3 separate regions of the Mus musculus genome follow, and regions 1 and 2 are each linked to region 3. The links are chromatin contacts, called in public HiChIP or PLAC-seq and promoter capture Hi-C maps. All regions are on one chromosome and are shown on one strand. Each heading gives the region's core, a stretch centred on a gene start, on an enhancer-like site or on the middle of the called end of the contact. The rest is flanking DNA. Distances are from core to core; before and after follow the strand shown. Region 1 holds the start of Gpcpd1 (glycerophosphocholine phosphodiesterase 1). Region 2 has its middle 69 kb from the start of Smox. Region 3 holds the start of Rassf2 (Ras association (RalGDS/AF-6) domain family member 2).

Region 1 (2,700 bases), core at 171-2,670, 550 kb before region 3:
GTGTGGTATGTATGTATGTGTATGTATGTATGCACCACATATGGGACTGGTGCCCTTCGGGGACAGAACAGGACATTGAAGTCCCTACACTGAAATTATGGAAAGTTGTGAGCTGCCATGTGGGTGCTGGGAACCAATTCCAGGTCTTCTGCAAGAATAAGCACTCTTAACTACTGAGCTATCTTTCCCACCCAGCATATGCCTTTATTTTTAAATCCCTCTCCCCCTCGTTTATATGTTAATACGAATACATTTTTCCCCCCATTTCTCGCCTGTGATTGCTTGAATCTGCCAATGTGGAACTCAAGGATACGTTGGGTCAACCATACTTTTATTGTTGTTTTGAGACAATGTCTTGTAATGTAAGCTGTTGCTGGTCTAGTACCCATTACGCAGGCAGGCAAGCCTCCAACTCATATCAACCTTGATTTAACCTCTGAGATTCTAGGATTACAGATCTGTATCAGGTGCAGATCTTTTGATATTTTAAGAGGATTTAGGGAGGGGCATGAGTTAGATCTACCATCCCGAACCATAAATATTGCACAAATGGTAGTTTGACTAAATGATGAGATATACTAAAAACATTCAAAGGAAGTAGACTCTTGAAAAACACCACTTAAGTATGACTAACAGCAGAGAAATGAAGTCACAGCGAGCAATTAGCAGATGTAGAGCAGTGGACCTTCAATACGAAAAGGTGATTCTGCTTGATGCTCACTATCTCAATTGAAGTGAAACCCGATTACATAATGTTGTGTTAGAAGTTACCTAGTGGTTGATCTTGGGCTGATTTAGGGTTGGAGGCACACACAGAGATAGAAGAGGAGGAAGAGGAAGAGGAGAGAGGGGAGGAGGAGGAAGAAGAGGAAGGGTAGTTTTAGAAAGCAAAGAACAACTCTAGTTTGGTTTTATTTATTTATTGACTTATTTTATTTATTTGGGGTTTGTGACAGCAGGCTTCTAGAAGTCAACAGGAGTCTGGTCTCTCTCACCATGTAGATTCCAGTGGGTGAACTCAGATCTTCAAATGTGGTCAATGCCTTTATCCACTGAGCTGTTCTGAGCTCCTTGTTTTAGCTTTAAGGATTTAGTCTGTGATTGTTTCCTAAGGAATGCAGTTTCCAGAAAACATCAGGCTCCCTCAGCTCTCTTTTTTGAGACAGGATCTCACTTTATAGCCTTGGCTGGCCTCGAACTCGAGTCTACTTGCCTGGCTCAACCTCCCCAACACTGGGATTACAGGCGCACCACCTTGACCTTCAGTACCTCAGCTGACCCCAGCCAGATGGGCTAAGGCTGTCGGGCCACCTCAGGTCTCTGGGCAGCCCTTCCAGGAACACGCAGCCCGCCCCCCGGCGCGCGGCCGCCGATTGGCCAGGACCGGACCGGGCGTGACGTCAGGCCCCGCCCCGCCGCCCTTCGACCCCGCCCCGCGGGGTGGGCTGGCAGTTTAGTCTAGGGCAGCTGAAACCGGTTTGAGAGGCGGCTGTAACTGGGCTCCTTGCTTCCTCGGGCCACCTAAGGGAGCGCTGGCGAGGCGCTGACGCTCGGCTCCGTCGGCCGCGGCCCAGGCTCTCGGCGCGGCCCGGAGCGGCAGGTGAGGGGGGCCGGCGGTGCGGGCGGGCGCTCACGCGGAGGGGCGGGCGGGCGGGCGGCCTGGTGTTCCGGAGCCGCGGTGCGGCTGGAACCCCGGCTGCCACGCGCGGCTGCGGTCCCACTGAGCGGCGTGACCCAGGACAGCCACGGAAATCCCGGGCGGAGAATAGGGGAACAAAGAAAACGGCGGAGCTGGAGCCCAAGCCCTCGGTGCCTCCCTTCCTCCGCGCCCCCTCAGTCACCTCGCGCCCGCACTGGTGACTCGCGCGGTTTTGACAGCTGCTTCTTTCCCCAAAGTGCCTAGAAATTAGTGCCCGCGAAAGAAACTCCGGGTGACAGTACAGCCGGGCGGGGGGAACCCAGGGCTTTGTGTAGCTCCTCGTCCGTGCCCTCGGTGACGTTTTAGGGCTGCGGTCCCCTTGGCGTCGCCGGCTTGGAGGCAGTGGCTGCCCCGTGCTGCTTCATCTGCCGGGTCCGGCCAGAAGCCCGAGGGCTTGGAAGCCTGGAGTTTGCCGGTTTCTAGCGATTCTCTGACTCTGCAAGCAGCAAGCATGGTCGGGTCTAGAGTCCCCTCTTATACTCCTGTCCCCTGCCACTCTGGGTCTCCTGCCCACTTAACTCTGCCCTTCAAGCTGCTGCCTGCTACATTTCTAACACAATAAGGAAAAGAATAAATACAAGCTGTCAGCCTCCCCTCTCTCCCAAATTGCTCAGTGTTCTAGAAACACACAGCACAAAATAAAACTGGTAAACCCCATGCAGTGGCTTACATACTAGGGGAAATCAGTGTTCTAAACAAAATTTAAATCTGTAAAGAGAGATACAGGAAATTTGCACCCGGAGAACTGGTAAACACAAGAAAACTGAATAATATTTGGTGTGTATAAAAAGTTGGTGGGTGAGTCAACTATTTGTATATAATAAAAACGTGTAATAAATGCATATGAAAATGATATCAACACGAAATGAAAAGCATTTGTAAAAAATCCCACTGCATGTCTAAAGATGATGAGATGTTAATTTGGCTTAAGGACTGTCCAAAGGCTAATGCCTTTGCTTAATGAAAAACCCATTCTTGTCTGCATATGTTTGATTAAAATA
Region 2 (2,700 bases), core at 166-2,665, 610 kb after region 3:
GCTTATAACTCCAGTGCTCCCTCCTGGCTTCTAAGAGCATCAGGCACATATTCAGTGTACTTACTTAGTACTGGCAAAATACACACTCATACACATAAAATAAAAAGTAAACCAACTCATGTTTATTGTTTTCTTTAAACAAGGACTTTTTCCCAACTTCCTTTGAAGCCAAAACCTCGGACACAATTCTGGACGAGGCACAGGTCAATGTGTGCAGTGGCACAGGAGCAATGTGTGCAGCCGCTCCTGGGATACTTCTTTCTTCTATAGAAGACGAGATTGGCACCACCCTTGTTCATTCCTCCAGTTCTCCCTTGGACATGATGCCTGGATCTGGACTAGTGATGCTACAGCCATGAGATAACACATGTGGGGACAACATCAACATGGCAGGATAATGAAGCAGAAATAGAGACAGCCTGGGTGCCTGATGCCACTGCCACCGTAAAACCACACCAGGCTGGCAATTTTTAACAGCTGGATTTCTTCAGGTAGCAAAAAGAGAAAAAAAAAAAACTTACGTTTTTCAATGCCATCTCATCAGATGTTTTTTTGGTTTTTGGTTTTTTTGGTTTTTTGGTTTTTTTGGTTTTTTTTTTTTTTTTTTTTTAGGTATTTTCCTCATTTACATTTCCCATCAGATGTTTTTGTTGCCTGCAGCTAACCATTCTCCTAACTGACGCATACCGTTTAGAAGAATAACTCTTTATACGTCAGGGTTTACAACTATGAATATTGCCTTTAGCAAGTTTGTCAGTCAGTTCTCTGTTTCAATAACCAATACCTGGAATAAATCACGCGGAAGGAAGAAAGCGGTTTTTTGGTTGGTTTGTTGCGTGACTTCAGCAATTTCAGTTCAGGGTTGCTTAACTCTGTTGGGGTGGGTGAGTCAGATCCTTGTATCACAGCAGGAGAGCGTCATAAAGGAGGCCTGCTCCTTACATGGCATCCAGGAAATAGCAAGTCTGAGTCTTAATAACCCCCTATGAGGTCATGTCCCCGGTGACCTAGTTTCCTTCACCTAGGTCCAGTCTCCCAAAGGTTTTGTGCTTTTAGAGCCAGGCATTTAACTCAAGAACTTTTTTTGGAAGCCACTTCAGACAGAACTATATGAAGAGAGAACATATTGCAGGGAGATATAGAAGAAACATATGAACAATATAACTTAAAATTGTGGTAAATGAAAAAATAAACAAAAAGAACACAGGTCATCAAAACTAGTCTCTGCTATGAAATAATAGGGCTCCCCCTATTATTTCATAGCAAGATAAAAAAAATGCAAAATCACCAATGATCTCAAAATGTCCACTAGGAGGCAGTAGAGCCTCCTTTCTGATTATGCTCACTCCGGCTCCCAAATGTGAACTTTCTGCTTCCAAGCTGCACCTTACAATTAGAAATCTTTGACCACAGCATTTGACTGTGACCCTGAACACCCCGAGAGTGCCGGCATTGCGCTTAAGGTCCGAGCCCCGCCCCTCCAGTCCTCCACTGTCTGCTGCCTTCCTGCTCCTCCAGCCTCACCCGGTTGCTTCTCCCTTCACTCTCTCCATTCCACGTTCTTTTTGGTTCCTTGGGCCGACAAACTCTTGCTTGCAAAGATGAGGGTACCCTTTGATATATTCCAGGGCCCCCTTTCTCCTCAGTCACCTTAGTCCTCCAACCCCGCCCACATCTGGGAACCCAAGTGAGAGTAACCGGAGAGGAAGTCTCTACTGACTCCTAGTGGACCTATTGAGAACGTTTGTGATTATAGGGTCTGCTCAGATGCTAATCTCGCCTGACAAAAGTCCACCTCCAAGTTTGCTGGAGAATCTCCTGAGTCTCATTTCTTCTCCCAGCGTCCCTCTCTCTGCCCAGAAGACCCACCCTCCACTTCCTGCCCAGTTATTAGCCGTCAGATTTTTATTACAGCCAAGCAGATACAATTCTAGATTGCCTTAGGCCAGTGAGGAATAACAACTACTTACAAAATATAAGACCGGTGAGGGGCCATAGAAGTAATAACACCAAGCTGCAGCTAGTATTTAGCTCTCTGCCTCTGCAGAATTAATAGAATCCAGAAACACACAAAGGTATCCCAACAGTGTATCCCAATAGCCCAGGCTTGCTATGTAGCCTAGAACTCACAGACCTCTTGCCTCAGCTTCCTGGAAGCTGACATCACAAGTGTTTTGACACTGCCTTGCTTTGATTATTGACTGATTTCTTTTCCCCCAGAGACCTAGACTTTCTTTTTACAGTTTTGCGAAAATGCAAAGGACACATTCTCACCATCTTATCACTTCGACCAAAAAGGGATTGTGATTCCTCCTTTTTTAAACTAATGGATAGTAATTGTACAAAGCAATAGACTTTATGTGACTTTTTTTTACACACGCACATAAGGCACTTTGAAGATAGGCTCTTGTTACCCTTTCTTACCATGTCCCCTCCCTTCACTCACGCCCTTGATGGTCCCACCTCTTTCTTCCTTCCTTCCCCCTGCTGAGTCTCCTGTTAGAGAGTAAGCATGCCATGTATCTTTCTGAGTCTGGTTTTCACATAATATGAAGAACAAGTTCCATCCATTTTCTTGAAATTATTTTTGTCCTTTTTTGTATTATTATTACTCTGTGTGTGTGTGTGTGTGTGAGAGAGAGAGAGAGAGAGAGAGAGAGAGAGATGTGATGAGGAAGTCAGAAGACAACTTTGATGTCT
Region 3 (2,863 bases), core at 205-2,704:
GTGCACGTCATCAGGCCTTGCCCGGTTTGGATTTAACAGGGTCAAGGACCAGTATTTCGGGCATTAGGAGTGTACCCTCATTGGCAGGAAGCCAGATGATTGGTTATAAGATGACCATTTGACTCAACGCGAGCCAGGGGAGCCAGGGAGCGGCTCTCCTGAGAGGCTGGGCTAGAACTGAAGAATTCTAGCAGCATCTCACAGACTTCTTCAATAGCAAAACCAGAGCCCTGCTGTTAGGAGTCATGGCTGCCCTTTGTCCTGTTTCTGAGGTCACGGAAGGCCAGGTTAGAAGAGAAGAAAGATTCCCTTGGAGAAGGTTTCCTGGAGAGTTCCTCAGCTCACCCTGCAAATCTAGCTTGAGAAAGGCTGCGAAGGAAAGCAGCTTACCTGAAACACAGTAATGGCTCCAGTGAAAGAAATTAATGGACCCGGTTTGTGTTTATAGCTCAAGGGGAAAGAACTAGATGCATTTATCTCCCTAACACCCCCCTCCCCTTTCACAGTAGAAAAAGCCGATCAGTAGCCTTCTTGTTCAGTGTTGTGGGACATTTCCAGCACCACCCCGCAGCTGCGCTTTGGCCTCCGCACATTTGAGGCTGGCTGGTCTGGGAACGGATAGCCGTTTATAACATTGTTTCTATGGGAGACACATTCCAAGATCCAAACAATGAGTTTAAAAGAGAATATCTGGCTTCCAGGCAGATGGGATGCACTTTGGAGGCTTGGCTGCCCTTTCTTTAACCGTTAGATTCCCTTCCCCTTTGGTTTGGGGACCAACTGCAAGGTCGGGCATATGTAAACGAAGAATTATGGTTAGAGGGTATAGAATCCGTAGCTGGGTGCTCCCTCCTATACACTAGAGTTCCTCGGAGGTCTAAGGATGGAGAGGAGGAGGAGGTGAGGAATGGACAAAGAAACTTGACTTCCTTCACATTGCCGTCACGTCTGCCGGCCTGCCGAGTCGAAGGGGCCCACTTAGCCCTTTGGCAACTCAAACCCTTTTGGGAACAAACCCGGGTGTTAGAAAGAACCACCACCCAACTCCACCAACTGCACATCCTCTGCTAGGAAATCTGCATTCTCTAGGCGGGCTGCTCCCTGGGAGTGACTGTCACAGAGCCAGGCGAACTGAAGAGCTTGGGCTAAATCTCGGCGTGGCTTGGAGAGGGCAGGCGCGATGGGGTGAGAGGCAGCACCTTATTCCCTCCACCCACGCTCTCCGCCTCCTCCTCCTCATGCACTCTGGCCTGCTGAGAAGAAACGCTGGCAGCCCGCGCGAGGTGGGGTGGGGGTACGCGGGGAGGGGGGGGGTAGAGATGAAGGGAGGAGGCGACGCGAAGCCACAGCATTGTCTGTCTTGAAGGGAGGGGAGAAGCTCCGCCCCCTAGAGGGGAGGGAGGGGGAGAAGGGAAAGAAAGGCAAGAGAAGAGGGGTGGGGAGAGAACTGCAGGGTGGCGGGTGGGTTGGTCAAGGATCGGCAGATAAAGGCAGAGCTCGGGGAGGCGGGGCGGAGGGGCCAGGTGGGCGGGGCGCCCGCCCTCAACCGCACTGTCGCCGCCCAGGCCGGCCCAAGCGAGCGGGTCCCGCGGATCACTGGCCAAGCACGCTGGAGCACCCCCACCCCCGCAGCGGCGCCCCCACTTTCCAACCCCTGCGGCGAGAGCGGATGCAGATGGTCCGGGAGACAGGCAAGACACAGGGCGCGGGGCTCGAAGAGCCGGGTACTGGCACAGGATGCGGGCGCAAGGTGCTGGTGGTCCTCTTTCCCTCTACCCAGCTCAAAGTTTTCCCTCAGTGGCCCGTGGCCAGCCTGGTCCGGTCCCTGACTCTTCCCTGTCCCCTTTTGCCACCCAAGCCACAAGGTGGGCTTAGATATGCGGGCTGCCCCAGAAGCAGCGCAGGCGGGCGCCCCAGCCCACTCCTTTTCCCCGGGTAGAAAGTTGTGGCCTGGAGCTCATGCTGCGGCTCTGACCCCTTAAGATCTTTTCTGAGGTCGACACTAAGTGCAGTGGCAGGAAATTGCCCCCATCCCCAGAGCAGGGTGTCCCCGAACTCCCTGGAGAGGTGAAGCGAGATAGCAGGTGCAGGCCTGTAGAGCTTAGGGGAGGGTCGGACTGTTGTGCGCACTCTGGCTCCCCGGGCGGGGACCACATCTCCAACCCGCGGCGAACCCAGTTCCCTTTGGGTTTCAGAGTTTAAGAGCGCGCGGTGCTCGGCGCACTTCCCCCTCCCGGGTTTCTTGTCCCTTCCGGAGCTTGTGCCTGAGGTCGCTGGAGACCGAGCTAGGCAGGTGCTTTCAAAAGACGGCCTGGCCACTCGTGTATTAGAGCGCTTACTCTGCACCCAGCTTTATCTCCGAGTGCGCCCTGGGAGGCAGCAGAATGGTGGAGTCCCGACAGGGGCAGATTTGGAACAGCCACTGGACAGATAGCCACTGTGCTTCAGTGGCAAGCTCAGCACGAGGCTTCTCAATGCTGCGCGCGCTTTAGTCCCAAGAGTCTGGAAAACCAGGGCATTAGAAACGATTCTTCCTGAGAGCAGAGGCCAGGGGTTACGGTAAGCAAGTGGAGGATTCCTGTAAGAGGAAGCGGTGGACAAATGACAATTTGTCAGAGCCGGCTCTGTCCCTGCGGTAAATGGCCCTGGGACAGTGGGAAGAAAAAAATTAGGGTCACGGTTCTCAAAAGATAGCCGGCAGATTCAGCCAGGGGATATCTTTGAAGAGCACGTAAATGAGGAACCTGAGGTTGATTTGCCATACTTTCAATCCACGTTTATTAAGTGGAAGCTTTTCCTACAGGTGGTCTGGGGGTTAAAGAAACCTCTGTGGCTAAGCTATACTGGATTTGAGAAGAGTGCC

Evidence for each region. Promoter capture Hi-C pulls out the DNA fragments that hold promoters and counts their contacts. HiChIP or PLAC-seq counts read pairs in DNA pulled down with a chosen protein or histone mark.
Region 1: a promoter capture Hi-C map of pre-B cells shows a contact between it and region 3, with 3 times the contacts expected there. The contact joins the promoter of Gpcpd1 here to the promoter of Rassf2 in region 3. A contact is called at or near these places in 1 of 39 promoter capture datasets (pre-B cells), 1 of 484 Hi-C or Micro-C datasets (embryonic stem cells) and 1 of 115 datasets of contacts at active chromatin or transcription factors (memory CD8 T cells).
Region 2: a contact with region 3 is called in an H3K27ac HiChIP or PLAC-seq map of bone marrow-derived dendritic cells, with 6 times the contacts expected there. The contact joins the enhancer-like site here to the promoter of Rassf2 in region 3. A contact is called at or near these places in 3 of 39 promoter capture datasets (cranial neural crest, embryonic stem cells and hippocampal neurons), 3 of 115 datasets of contacts at active chromatin or transcription factors (bone marrow-derived dendritic cells, microglia and stem cell-derived neural progenitor cells) and 1 of 9 other capture datasets (embryonic stem cells).

Annotation. Positions count from the first base shown.
Region 1 is chr2:132,576,968-132,579,667 of GRCm38.p6, reverse strand. It overlaps Gpcpd1 (glycerophosphocholine phosphodiesterase 1), which reads left to right and starts at 1,420. Exons shown (of 20, transcript NM_028802.3): 1 at 1,420-1,600.
Region 2 is chr2:131,421,991-131,424,690 of GRCm38.p6, reverse strand. No RefSeq gene overlaps it. Among named protein-coding and RNA genes, the nearest start is that of Smox, 69 kb to the left of the region's middle. Within about 2 kb of position 1,415, at least 188 of the 459 cell types and tissues checked have an H3K27ac peak or open chromatin away from gene starts, as enhancers often do. A contact at or near this core is called in bone marrow-derived dendritic cells, embryonic stem cells and microglia, where this site is marked.
Region 3 is chr2:132,028,579-132,031,441 of GRCm38.p6, reverse strand. Rassf2 (Ras association (RalGDS/AF-6) domain family member 2) reads left to right here and starts at 1,454. Exons shown (of 11, transcript NM_175445.4): 1 at 1,454-1,691. Gm31179 (a long non-coding RNA gene) reads right to left here and starts at 991. Exons shown (of 3, transcript XR_374996.3): 1 at 391-991.